Regions from separate parts of the Zea mays genome. Here region 1 is linked to region 2. Evidence: chromatin contacts called from public Hi-C data. All regions are on one chromosome and are shown on one strand. The core of a region is the stretch at or near the end of the contact, and the rest is flanking DNA. Distances in the headings are between cores, read along the strand shown. Region 1 holds the start of LOC100193248. Region 2 holds the start of LOC100276831 (Fcf2 pre-rRNA processing protein).

Region 1 (6,728 bases), core at 2,899-5,398, 860 kb before region 2:
TTCTTAACTTCCTCAGATGAGCCTTTTGTTTCATCACTTGGTGGTTGGCGATCAACGTTGTCTGGTTTCGGAGACTCAGGAGTTTCAACATTTTCAAGTCCTTGAATTAGATCTGATACTATTTTTGACATGTCAGGTTTGGATAACCCGCTTATTTCAGAAACTAGCAATACGACATTTCGCAACTCCAGGTCATCATTACTGAATTTCTCCATCTGTGGCTGCTCTGGTTGTTGATGCGGCTGTTGAGATTGTGGTGCAGCATTGTCAATTTGAGCTAAGATATCATGAACTTTCATAAATACGGTTACATCAAGACCTCCATTCTTTTCCATTTCTCTTCTAAGCTGAGCTCGCACTAAGTCAACCTATAAGTATAAAAAAAAGTTCAAACAGGTATAATTGAAAAGTAAGGATTTATCTCCACAATGAACCAACTTAACTATACCTCTTCTTGAACTTCGTCTGATATCTCAAAACAGCTATGTGGCAGGTTTGCCAGAGCAGCTTGCAACTGCCAGGTCACATACTTGAACTGAAGACCAGTATTCTTGCAGATGGCATCCTTAACCAAGAGAGAGAGAAAAGGGATATCAGAACAAATGGTACTAACATTACTAAGAGAGGCAAAAGTCAGAACATGGGACAGGCTTACCAAAACATTAATGCAACTAAATTTGAGGGCTGCAATTACTGTGGGACACAACCATAAATGCTTAGGCAAAACACAAATTTATGAAGTGGCATACAGTTGTGGAAACAAAAAGATAAGTACTATGACATCAAAGTTGCCAATACCATGAAGTCATACCAAACATCTAGCCCAACTAGCGTACACGTTCTTCAATTAGACTTGGTCCAATTCTCTAGTTAGATCCGGTTGACTAGTAATCTGTTAGCTAAATGCTGCACTGTTGTACATGCAATATAAACTCTAGAAATCAATCCAGAAGGTATGTTGGCCACTATGTTTTCTCTCCTGAGCTCTAAGTCTCTAATTTCTTTCTCTTCAATGAAAGATGAAGAAGCAATAGGAACCAGACAGATTTCCAAATGCCAGCTGCAAATCTCGTATCCACATGCTGGGTGAAAATTCGGCATTAAAATTTTTAAGATTCCCTTTCTTGTCCAAAACTCCTATATATACATCATGTTTTACATTATATATCTAGTACATGATTTTATGTACTCCCTCCGTTCTTTTTTATTTGTCGCGGTTTAGTTCAAAAATGAACTAGCCTGCGACAAATATTCGAGAACGGAGGTAGTACATCCACTTCCATTTTTAGGAGTAAGATTTTAGTTCAAAAAAAGGAAGTAAGACAGAAAGGACCTCAGGTCCCTTTTATATAAGATGTTGATTAGATCCACATGCGGACATGCCCCATGACAGAAATGAAATTGTGTTACTAAAGTGAAGTGGGCGATTCTAGAGGCAACACACGCAAAAAGATGCCAAACATTTACCAGCTCTAAGCATTTTAGGAAAGAACTCAGTAGAATGCTTAATAGACAATTGGACAGGACTGTGTACAAACCCAGAGTAAGTAGAAGACTGATGAAAAACATGCTAGAGGAGTTTATTTGCAATCCCATAAGTGAAAAGCAAGGCGATTGAGCCTGAAAATGATCCTTCCAAAAACTTTAAAACTAAAAAACAACTTACAATCATAGCAAATCTCATCCAAATTGTAGTAAGGCCCTGTTTCAATATCAAGAGATAAACTTTAGCAGCTTATTTTTAGCTGCTTTTAGCCATTTGGTGATCTAAACAGGAGAGCTAATGGTGATGTGATAAAATTTAGCACCTATTATCTCATAAGCTGTTCAAGGAGTGCTAAAAGGAGCTAAACGTGGGCCAGGGAACCCCATTTTCCACCCATACCCTCTAACAACATTCTCTCTCTCTCCGCATTAGGGGCATGAGTGTCTTTTTATTCTAATATGCTAAACTTTATTAGAGTAGTTCAAACGCCCCAATGAGCTAAACTTAAGCACTTCAATTCATATGGCTAAAGTTTAGCAGGAAGCTAAAGTTTATCCCGAGAGATTGAAACGAGGCCTAACTATAGAAAACAATTTAATTCAGTGAGGTGCTATCGAGGACCTATGACCTCACCTACTACAAATACAACTACCTCAATGTAAATTCAAGAAGCAAAACTTTACTTTGAAAGAACAAAACTAGGCAACTTGACAAGTGACGAATTGTAATATCATCTAGGGCCTGTTTGGATCCATGAGGCTAAACTAAAGTGACTAAAATTTAGTCACCACCTATTTGGAACAAGTGACTAAAAGAGTCATTAATGACTAAACCAGCCACTAGCAAGCGTCGGGTCTTTGAAAAGTGTTCACATTTATGGCTAAAGCAGCCACTAGCAAGTGCCAGGTGTGGGAGACCAGCATTAAAGTATGGGTTTTAGTTAGTTTTAGCTCCTCCTTGGGAGCTAAAGGTTTTAGTCACTTTTAGTCATTTGTGTTTGGAAGATTAGCTCCTAAACTGACTAAACTTTAGTCATTTTGCTTTAGTCATGTGGATCGAAACAGGCCCTAGTATTCTAGTTATGCTGCATAATTGATGTGTCCCTTGTAGGTAACCATTAATACATTTGAGTAAGATTACATTAATGGATGAAGAAGACATCATAGCTAAGAAGATGAATACCTAGAAGGGGTCATAGTTGTTAAAATTGTGATTCCATGGTGCGATTTTACAATCTTAGTTTATTAGGTTGATTCTATGATTCTGTTGTATAGAATCTACGATTTTTGTAGTTAACATTGGAGCTAACATAGTAGTTGACATAGAACCACCTATTTGTGTAACATTGGAGTTCCTATCCGATTTAGGGTCATGATTTGAGCAAGCTTGGGAAGATACATTACTGTTAACTGATATAGAATGTGAAGTCTAGGATGTGCTCGTCTTGTGGAAGGAACATGATTTCAATAATCAGCGAAAATAAAACACGTCAATTAGTCCTTGTAGATGAGCTAATAATAGGCCAGGTAAGATGAAACCAGGTTAAGGTCCAGTTTTTGCTCCTTTAGATATCGCCTACAGACACCGATTTATAGTATACGCAATTCTTACGAACAAACTCATTTTTGGGGTGGGGGTGGGGGCTTAAAGTTGGACTCTATTGAAGGGCAAGAGAGAAATTAGACGCGAACACGACGAGCTTGACGGAATCTTACGAACAGTGCCGCATCGGGTGCAGAACAACGGTCAGGTAGGCTAGTTGCGGGTAGTCCATAGCAGAAACCAAACCGGAGGGAGTACCAAGAAGCCGAACAGCATAGTTTCGAACGGCGCACGAGGCGTTCGACAAAATCCCCCGAAGGGAGACGCACCAGCCAGTGAAGAACGCAATGCAGGTTGAACGGACGGGTCCATGTAACCATACGAGTCCATCCCAGCACCTCCTCACCTGATCTGACGCCCCCGCAGCGGCCGGCGTCCGTCCGAGCGCGACAAACCTCCGGGCAGCCTCGAGCGCCCTGACGAGGTCGCGCAGCCACGCCTCCGCCGCCGCATCGCCCGCCCCGGCCCCGGCCCCGGCGTCGGCGACCTCGGCCACGAGGTGCGAGAGCAGGGACACCTTCCGCGCGAGGCGGAGGCAGTCCGCGCGCAGCGGATCGGCGGCGGCGGCCAGGTCGGCGGCGCCCACCGCTGCGATCTCCCGCACGATCTCCGCCGCCGCCGCCGCCGCCATTTCGACGAGACTCCCCGTTGTTGCCGCCTGTGCTCTCCCAGAGGGGGGGGGGGGGGGGAGACAGCTCACCGCTCCGCGTGGAGGGGGAGGGGAGGGAGTGGACGACGAGGTGGTGGTGATGGTGGCGGTGGTGGGGAAGGGGCCATGCCCAATGTCAACGTCGCGCGAGCCGCGAGCGCGATGCAGTGTAGTGCGGGGGAGCTCAGGGCGGGTCCCGGATTAAAGAAAGGCCGAGTGCCGTGCCGGCCGCTGCTCGATGGACTCCAGCTCTCCAGGCATCCGGCGCGGCGCGGCGCGGCGCGGGGATGGAACGGACAACGGAGGGAGGGCGAGGGAGGACTGGTGGTGGTGGTGGTGGTGGTCGTGCCGAGCTGAGCTGGGCGTGGGGTGTCCGCGACTGCGGTTCGCGTGCGGAGTGATTCCCGGGCGCGGCACAGCGGAGCGGACCCGGGTGGTGGGGACTAGAAAAATAGCAGCGAGACTGGTGTCCACCTGGCTGTGCCTGGAGGGAGGCCCCACCAGGCTGAAGTGAACCGGCGATCCGGATCCCGTGTGGCACTGTGCCGCCGTGAAATGGGTTTTGGTTTTGTACGTTCTGCTGAGCTAACTCGGGACGGCAGTGCTTTTGTTATAATAACATCAACAGTAAGTACTAATATTTGGGACATGATTAGACACATCATTACGAGCAAGGACCCACAAAACCACATGGTAACACAGTTGCTCACTCCCACGTCCAACCGCCTGCAGTGTACGGTGAGTAGCAAGTATATTAGCTTGCTCATAAGTCATAAACCTACATACAGAGACGGCCACATGCCTGCCCCTTGCACAGGAGATGGCGCCGCTGGAGATCTCGTGGGCCGGGCGGGTTTTAGGTGGCGACAGGCTAACAGGATAGCGATCTGGGCTGGCTGGCCGTGCCAGGCGCGGGTTATAGTTGCCGTCGTGGGACGCGTCAACTTTGGCCGGCCGGTTCCAACGGAACGGCAGCGCACGATACGGTCAGGTGCGGCATGGGTCGTTTGGAACGAGCCCGAGTCCCGACAGGTAGGGGCCGACCGGCGCTCCATTGGGTATAGCGCGTGCTCGCCATCTTCGTTTCCGTCGAATCTTCCTGCTGTGTGCTGGCCGAGGTCGATCCGGCCCAGAGCACGGGACGGGAGGGAAGCAATCATCAGTCCTTCTGCAACGTGGAGCACACGAGCAGTGTCTGTTTCCTGCTCGCGTGTTCGGCTGTCTACTCGTCTTTGAAGGCTGTTTTCACATGCTCGAGACAATATATATATATATATATATATATATATATATATATATATATATATATATATATATATATATATATATATATATATAGGTTCCTAATATTTGGATATAACGAAGTTATTGTGTGTTAACTCTAGAGATAAAGTCATAAATATTACAATACTTCAAGTCCCTTTTGATTTGAGTTTCTGGCCACTTTTTCAATAACTGAATGTAACATTCGGGCCTCTAACGTTCACAATTGAATGGGTACATCTGTTCAGTGCAGATTTATAGTGCCACCTCCGTTTTTTTATCTGTCACCGAGTAGTTCAAATTTGTGCTAACGGATGACATATATTAACGAACTGAGGGAGTAGTAGTTAGACCATACCCTGGTGAAGAAACAAGACTCAAGTCTTGTCGGCGTTTCGACCCCGGGGGTCCCTGGACCGACGAGTAAATTGTCGCCGCGTGTCCCAGCCCAGATGGGTCGGCGCGAGACGGAGCACGAAGGGGGAAACGAGGAGGCATGCGTAAAGGAGAAACCCGCGGCCTTCGTGTTTGTCCTGCGCCCAGGTCGGGTGCGCTTGCAGTAGGGGGTTACAAGCGTCCGCGTGGGAGGGAGCGAGAGGCTTGCACGCGTCGTCCCGTCCTCTCCGCGCGGCCAACCCCCTCGTATGAGTGCCCTGAGCCTTCCTTTTATAAGCGTAAGGAGAGGACCCAGGTGTACAATAGGAGATGTAGCAGTGTGCTAACGTGTCTAGCAGAGAGGAGCTAGTGCCCTAAGTACATGCCGTCGTGCCAGCCGGAGAGGTTTTGGCACCCTGTTCATGTGATGTCGTGGCCGTCGGAGGAGCGCTGGAGCCTTGCGGAAGGACAACTGTCAGGGCTGTCGAGTCCTTGCTGACGTCTCCTTGCTTCCGTAAGGGGCTGAGAGCCGCCGTCGTCATGGAGCACGCGGGGCGCCATCATTATTTGTTTACCGGGGCGAGCCAGATGGGACGCCAGTCTTGTTCCCCGTAGCCTGAGCTAGCTAGGGATAGGGTAATGATAGCCCCCCCTGTGACGTGGTCGGTCCGAGCCCTGGGTCGGGCGAGGCGGTGGCTCCTCCGAGGTCGAGGTCGAGTCTGTCTTCCGAGGTCGAGGTTGAGTCCGAGCCCCGGGTCGGGCGAGGCGGAGACCATCGCCTGAGGACAAGGCTGAGTCTGAGCCCCGGGGGTCGGGCGAGGCGGAGTTCATCGTCTTCCGGAGCCGAGGCTGAGTCCGAGCCCTGGGGTCGAGCGGGGCGGAGTTTGTCGTCTTCCAGAACCGAGGCCGAGTCCGAGCCCTGGGTCGGGCGAGGCGGAGTTCGTCGTCTTCCGGAGCCGAGGCTGAGTCCGAGCCCTGGGGTCGGGCGAGGCGGAGTTCGTCGTCTTCCGGAGCCGAGGCCGAGTCCGAGCCCTGGGGTCGGGCGAGGCGGAGTTCGTCGTCCGGGGCCGAGACGGGGGCCGAGCCCTGGGGTCGGGCGAGGCGGAGCTTCCTATGGTGCCCGAAGCCGGACTTGGCTGCTGTCAGCCTCACTCTGTCGAGTGGCACAGCAGTCGGAGCGGCGTAGGCGGCGTTGTCCTCTTGTCAGGCCGGTCAGTGGAGCGGCGAAGTGACTGCGGTCACTTCGGCTCTGTCGACTGGAGGGCGCGCGTCAGGATAAGGTGTTAGGCCATCCTTGCATTAAATGCTTCTGCGATACGGTCGGTCGATGTGGCGATGTGGCCAAGGTTGCTT
Region 2 (6,345 bases), core at 1,347-3,846:
AAGCTCCTCTATGGGTGTCCTTGCAAGGGATGATATGCATATGATCGCAACCAATGGTGGAAGGGAAAAATTAGATTTTGTCTTTGGGTATGTTCAAACCTTTCAGATGGAGATTTCTTTTATATGTATGATGTATTAGAAAAGTATTATGTCAGGTCATTTAACCTTTGCTGGTCCATGGTCTAGGTGTGCATATGATCAGCAAGGCCAGCTTTTATCTTCACCAGCTAAGACTGATGGGATCCTTGGACTTAGCAGTGCGGCGATAAGCTTTCCCAGTCAGCTGGCTAGTCACGGGATTATTGCCAACGTTTTTGGCCATTGTATCACTAGAGAGCAAGGTGGTGGAGGATATATGTTTCTGGGAGATGATTATGTACCTAGATGGGGAGTAACATGGACTTCTATTCGAAGTGGTCCAGAGTAAGTCTTATCGTGATTCTTTGAGAATGAAATTGCATGTATTGCCATCTCGCTTTTGGATCATATTTTGTTGGCTGAATTGCCTTGTCTTTTGTTGCAAATATCCTAAAAGATCATAGAAAAGGTTATCTCATTATCTTTCGTTAGTCGTGACCTTTTCTCTTTTCTTCTCTCCAAATTTCCAGTAACTTATATCACACACAAGCCCACCATGTAAAATATGGGGATCAGCAACTCCGGAGGCCTGAACAGGCAGGAAGCACTGTTCAAGTAATTTTTGACAGTGGAAGCTCCTATACGTACCTCCCAAATGAAATATATGAAAACCTTGTTGCAGCAGTGAGTATTGCTAGCGCTTGTTCATAGGGATGAGTATTCAAAATCGTCTTACTAACTTTCTTTTGTTCACAGATCAAATATGCGTCTCCGGGCTTTGTCCAAGACACTTCAGATCGGACATTACCTTTATGCTGGAAAGCTGATTTCCCTGTGAGGTAAAATAATAATGGAACCATTAGTACTGTCTCTTTAGAGAGGGAGTTCATCAGGCAACTATGCCACTAGATAGACTACCTGACCTTAACATTACTTTCTTCGCCAGGTATCTGGAAGATGTCAAGCAGTTCTTCGAGCCCTTGAACCTTCACTTCGGGAAGAAATGGCTTTTCATGTCTAAAACATTCACTATTTCTCCTGAGGATTACTTGATTATTAGTGTAAGTTTCTTGGCATTCACATCCTAGATTACTGTTAATTCTTCTATCATGTATGTCAATATTTCTAACCTGGGTCATATGTTGACATTTATGTATATGTTCTTCTTCTTGGTGGACCTTTTCCAGGATAAAGGAAATGTCTGTCTTGGGCTTCTCAACGGAACGGAGATTAATCATGGGTCAACTATCATAGTAGGAGGTATAAATGACCTTCCTTCAACCCTTCTTCATTTTAACTCTTGGATTTTATTGTTGCCCATTGAATAAACCCTGCAATATATAGCTAAAATGTGTTTGATATTGCCAAACTTCAACCAATACCTATCTGTTTTCTGTAGATGTTTCTCTGCGCGGCAAGTTGGTTGTGTACGACAATCAGCGGAAGCAGATTGGATGGGCAGATTCAGACTGCACCAAACCTCAATCACAAAAGGGCTTTCCTTTCTTCCTCTGACGAAGCATCACTCTCTACATAATACATGTGTAAAGCGTAAATAGTGAACGCCATTGTATTGTAGAATACATTATTAAGTGGAGACTGCCTTTGTGTATGGGTATATCGTTCCATTGGAACTGTCAGAAATCCTCCACTGTGTTGTACCCGTCTGTAATGTGTATACTATGTTGTTTACTTGTATGATGTATGTACACTATCTCCTCTACATGGAGTTGTCCCCTACACATGGATTTTTTGTAGATTAGTTACATTATGAACATTTTCGACAGAAGTTGGGTACTTTACACATTTGATCATCCATTCAATACTGGGTGTGTGTGTGTTTTATCATCTGCATCACTTCAACCGAAAGAACTCGTGTATTCTAGCTAAAACCCCAGGAGTCTCCCTGCTGATTCCTCCACAGGATCATTGAAATTAACCTTGTCACTCAGCTCTTCAAATGCGTCAACAAGATTCTGGAGCTGGGCAACAAACTCAATGAGTAGCGTATGTGAGTATCGACAGCGAACGTTGCATCAATTCACAGGGGAAGGCATCACACGGATGCCGCCGTCTCTATGCTCTGAACTTGTCTCAGAAGCTGCCAAATATCTAACTTTTCAGATTTTATAAGAATCACTTTGATGATAACCATCTAAAATTATGTGAACAAAAAAATCAGTCGAGTCGTTATGAAAGTAGGAATCCGTTATTTTCTAGATCCTAAACCCTATGAACATCTTCATCTCCCTCCACACGTAATTCTCTCAATATTCAGATTCTCTCAACAGCCAGATTTTCTCCATAGCTAGATTCTCAGAAAAGCTCGTTAAAAATAAAAACTGAAACAAACAGGCCCAATAGCGATAAGAAATATCCATGCTCGCATCTGAGTTAGCCCATTACATCCCGTGAAAGTTTCTGGGTCCGCGGAAACCTCTGAAATGACGGCCCATATTGCTCAAGCTTGCTAAACCTCCTGCTGTCCTGCCCTAGTGCTCCTCTCCTGTTGTTTCCCGGCCCCCTCCTTCCTCCCACGGTCCCACCATCCCAGGGCCGCCGCGCTGCTTCTCTTTCCCGTCGCACCTCCAACGCTGCCGCCGCGGCAGATTAATCCAACACCGGGCCGGGATACGTGACAGGTTTCTGAGCTCGCAGCTCTACGCCAGCGATGCCGGAGACGGCGGCGCCGATCGGCCTCTCATGGGCGCCCAAGCTTCCTTCCTTCGCAACGACCAGCGGCGGCAGCAAGAGCGACCACGCGCCGAACCCGAGCGCTGCGCAGGGATCGCTCTGGAACCGCGCGAGCGACCTCGTGGACGGGCTGTTCGTTGCCCCGAGGGACCCTAGGCAGCTGAATAAGCTGGCCAGGAAGAACGTCAAGGACACTGCCGGCAAGGGCTGGTGAGCTTCCCTCGGAATTGGAATCCACCATAGTTTAGCTCTCTTCATTGATTGCTAGCGCATGGTAGCCTTATGTGCGGGTGCTTAACTGATTTATGCTGTGCTGCTGCATTTCTCAGGTTCGACATGCCAGCTCCGACCATCACTCCCGAGTTGAAGAAGGATCTCGAGATTTTGCAGGTATGGCGTTACTTCTGATTGACGGATTCAATAACCTTTCTAGCAGTAGGATGTCGTAGTAGCCTGTAAAGCGGATAATATGGCTGTCAAGAATTTTTGGACCAACGAGTGATAAAGCAAGCAAAACATGTTTGTGCAGCTGCCACTGGATCAGTGTGTAGTAGGGCAAACACAGAGAGCAGTTTACTGCAACAATCTGACAGTGTTACCATCTGATTGAAGCTATTTTACTTTCTACAAAGAAGACTCAGAATTGTTTTACTTGGGTTTCGATATACCATGTAAATTGTAATGCACAGTGTCCGATGTGCCTGTCTCAACTCGATTGGTATTGTGTTGTGTGTTTAGTGATTCTGGTTTATCCTTTGGGATGCTTATGTGATAGTAATATGTTTGCAATGTGTTTTTCCAGCTGAGGCATGTAATTGACCCAAAAAGGCACTTCAAGCGGGCAGGAAAATCCAAGGCCCTTCCCAAGTACTTCCAAGTAAGTAGCATAATCACCATCAAGCATACTTATTCAGCATTTTTGTTATCACATCCTAATCTGTGGAAAGCTTTATATGTGGCTGATGTGTACTGAATATTTGAATTTTGGCTTTAGGTCGGTACGGTCGTTGAGCCTGCATCTGAGTTCTACTCAAGTAGGCTGAAAAATAGGGAACGCAAGGCAACATTGGTTGACGAGCTGTTATCAGATCAATCTCTGAAGAGCTACAGGTATACCCATCATACTTTTGCCGTTTTGCATGTACATTAATGGACAGTGGCTTGTTTTTCAGTGCAAGATTTTCTGTAATAATTGCATATGGTCTTTTGGATCTCTAGCAATTCATGAAATCTAGTATCTAGCATTAACTGGAAACATTGTATGTATGGATAGTTGTAACCCGTGAAACCTATTTTAGATATACACACTAGAGCCGTGTAATTATTATGCTGGTTGGACTCTGAAACAAGGCACCAGTGTGCAGAAATTGAGAATGGCATCCTAGTTTCAGCAATCCATTTCATTGTTCCATTGTGTTTGGTTTCAATACACGGTGGGATGGGATTGCCCCGTCCCCGATTTTGAGGGTGGGGCCATCCCGTTTTAATGTTTTGTTAGGGGATGGATTTGTCCCTAGCTTGTGTTCGGTTGGAGAACATGGATCACTGCTCCTTACAAGTGGGGCCCACCTGTCATCCACGCCTACGGCTCAGGCCGTCGGGGTCCAAGGTGGGTGAGCCCGATGGCCGCCGGGTCCGAGGCGGGCAAGCCTGCGGCTGCCGTGACTGAGGCCACTACACCTGAGGCTGCATTGCCCAAGGCAGGCGAGCCCGCGTCTAATGCCGGTGACTCGGTGAACCCGAGGCTTCCTCGCGTGCTGACAGTCGACTTGTCCCTGCTCGTCCCACCTCATCTCCCCAATTTTTTTGTTACGAGCTTGTCCCAGATATGGAGGAAATATTTCCTCAGGGGATGACCTCACCCCGTATGTCCCCCAACCAAACGCTAGGACAAAGTGAGATATCCCACTCCGTCCCTGTCCCACTCCCAAACCAGACGAAACCTAGAGTCCAGGGCATGCTATCTTAGCGCTTTCCCCATCTTTGATAATTGAAGTAACCCAAAACTGCAGCGTGAAAACTGATATTGTGCCGGATCTTGTCCATAGCTAGTGCTTTCTTTTTTTCCCTCTGAAACTGAATGTGGCGCTGATCTGCGATGAAATGCAGGATGCGCAAGGTACGTGAAATTCAGGAGATCCGTACACCAGGAGGCAACCAAAAGTGGAAGAACAAGGGCAAGAAAACGCTCAAGAGGGCCAAGGATAGGAGGAAATGAGACTGGCGTGCTAGCCTTGTGGTCCAGTTGTGAGAGAACAGATTGGAGAAGTGAACCAAGGAGCGCCTTCAAATACCCCCTCTCTCGATTTGTGCGGGGTATATAGATTCTGGTTCCAGTGTAGTGTGATGAACTTCAGTAACATGATGAATTGCTTTAGATACTTCAAAAATGTTGCTGTAACACACATGTATGGTTTTTCAGCTCGTGGTTGTCAATTCTGTCGGTTGGGAGCAGCACAGCACTGTCATCAGCCAGACACCCATCAGGGATGGGGCACATGATTGGAGCCGACCGGGTGAGGCGGCGAACACGCGCGCTTGGCTCGTGTGGTCGTAGTTTTATCATCATCTTTAAAAAGGATGCTTGGGTAGGGCAGGCGAGCACGGCACGGGCTGGACGCGATTTCATGGAGTTGTTGCGCCTTGTCCTTTTGGCGCGACGAACGGACGGTCCTCCTCCATGCTGGTGCGGTGGTGCCGTGGTGTTGGTGCGGGGGGACAGCTGGGATTGGGACTGGTCGGCGTGTGGTGGACGTGGACCGGACGAACGTTCACATGGCGCCGTGAATCGAGTTCAGTGCCCCACTTGTGACCCATCGAAATGGAGAGAGTACTACACTACTGCTGTCTTCGTCTAGAAAAACGTATATATGCAATTCTAACGTGCAACTCACTTTAATATGCCAGTTATAAAAAAAACAAATCCATTTATTATGCCTGTTTATTGGTATAAATATTGATACCGTTTCCTATAAATTTTAATTAAATTAAATCATTCGAGAAAGGATATAGACAGAACTAAATCTTATCGGCACTGAGTCGTGATACGTATAAGCATTCTCTTTACGGTTCACTCGTCGAGTGGGCCACCGCCGCCTGCCTGGCGGCGCATTCAAAAGGTGAAATCATCGCCATACATAATAGATGACCCACGCGACCGGCGGTAGTAAAAAAAACGTCAGACACTATGGCCATGAGCAAATCAGCCAGCCGCCCTGGCCTGCCTGCGGCCTGCCACCGCCACCGCCACCCATGGCCATGAGCCGAGACACACACAGCACATGTCTATGTCTTGGTTCTTGCTACAGGGCCACCACCCAGCCGCTACTCCATAGACCAAATCATCTCCCCCAGACGAATTCGCGTCGAATGAGATCAAAACGCATATACATACATATATTATATATATCACCGCCAGTAAAGAGTCCAATAACCATGATGATGACCAAGCTCTTCCTACCAAAACTCCCAACTTCTCCGTTGCACTTGTCAAATGCTCCCCTCGAGTGCACTGATATCTCTATATCGCTCCCTCTCTTTTCCTTACACTTTACAGGCAGCTACCAGTACAAC

Evidence for each region. A called contact is a pair of places that touch in the nucleus more often than the background predicts.
Region 1: a Hi-C map of tassel shows a contact between it and region 2, with 2.2 times the contacts expected there. The contact joins the promoter of LOC100193248 here to the promoter of LOC100276831 in region 2. A contact is called at or near these places in 2 of 25 Hi-C or Micro-C datasets (ear and tassel) and 1 of 3 datasets of contacts at active chromatin or transcription factors (leaf).

Annotation. Positions count from the first base shown.
Region 1 is chr4:171,947,954-171,954,681 of Zm-B73-REFERENCE-NAM-5.0, reverse strand. LOC100193248 reads right to left here and starts at 4,148. Exons shown (of 4, transcript NM_001138397.2): 1 at 3,435-4,148; 2 at 449-565; 3 at 1-368. The coding sequence starts at 3,719.
Region 2 is chr4:171,090,685-171,097,029 of Zm-B73-REFERENCE-NAM-5.0, reverse strand. It overlaps LOC100276831 (Fcf2 pre-rRNA processing protein), which reads left to right and starts at 2,596. Exons shown (of 5, transcript NM_001365973.1): 1 at 2,596-2,982; 2 at 3,102-3,162; 3 at 3,575-3,649; 4 at 3,767-3,882; 5 at 4,882-5,173. The coding sequence starts at 2,750. The coding sequence ends at 4,990. It overlaps LOC100280323, which reads left to right. Exons shown (of 9, transcript NM_001153249.1): 3 at 1-87; 4 at 187-423; 5 at 609-762; 6 at 835-917; 7 at 1,025-1,139; 8 at 1,266-1,338; 9 at 1,478-1,863. The coding sequence ends at 1,593. LOC100276420 reads right to left here. Exons shown (of 7, transcript NM_001374057.1): 7 at 6,143-6,345.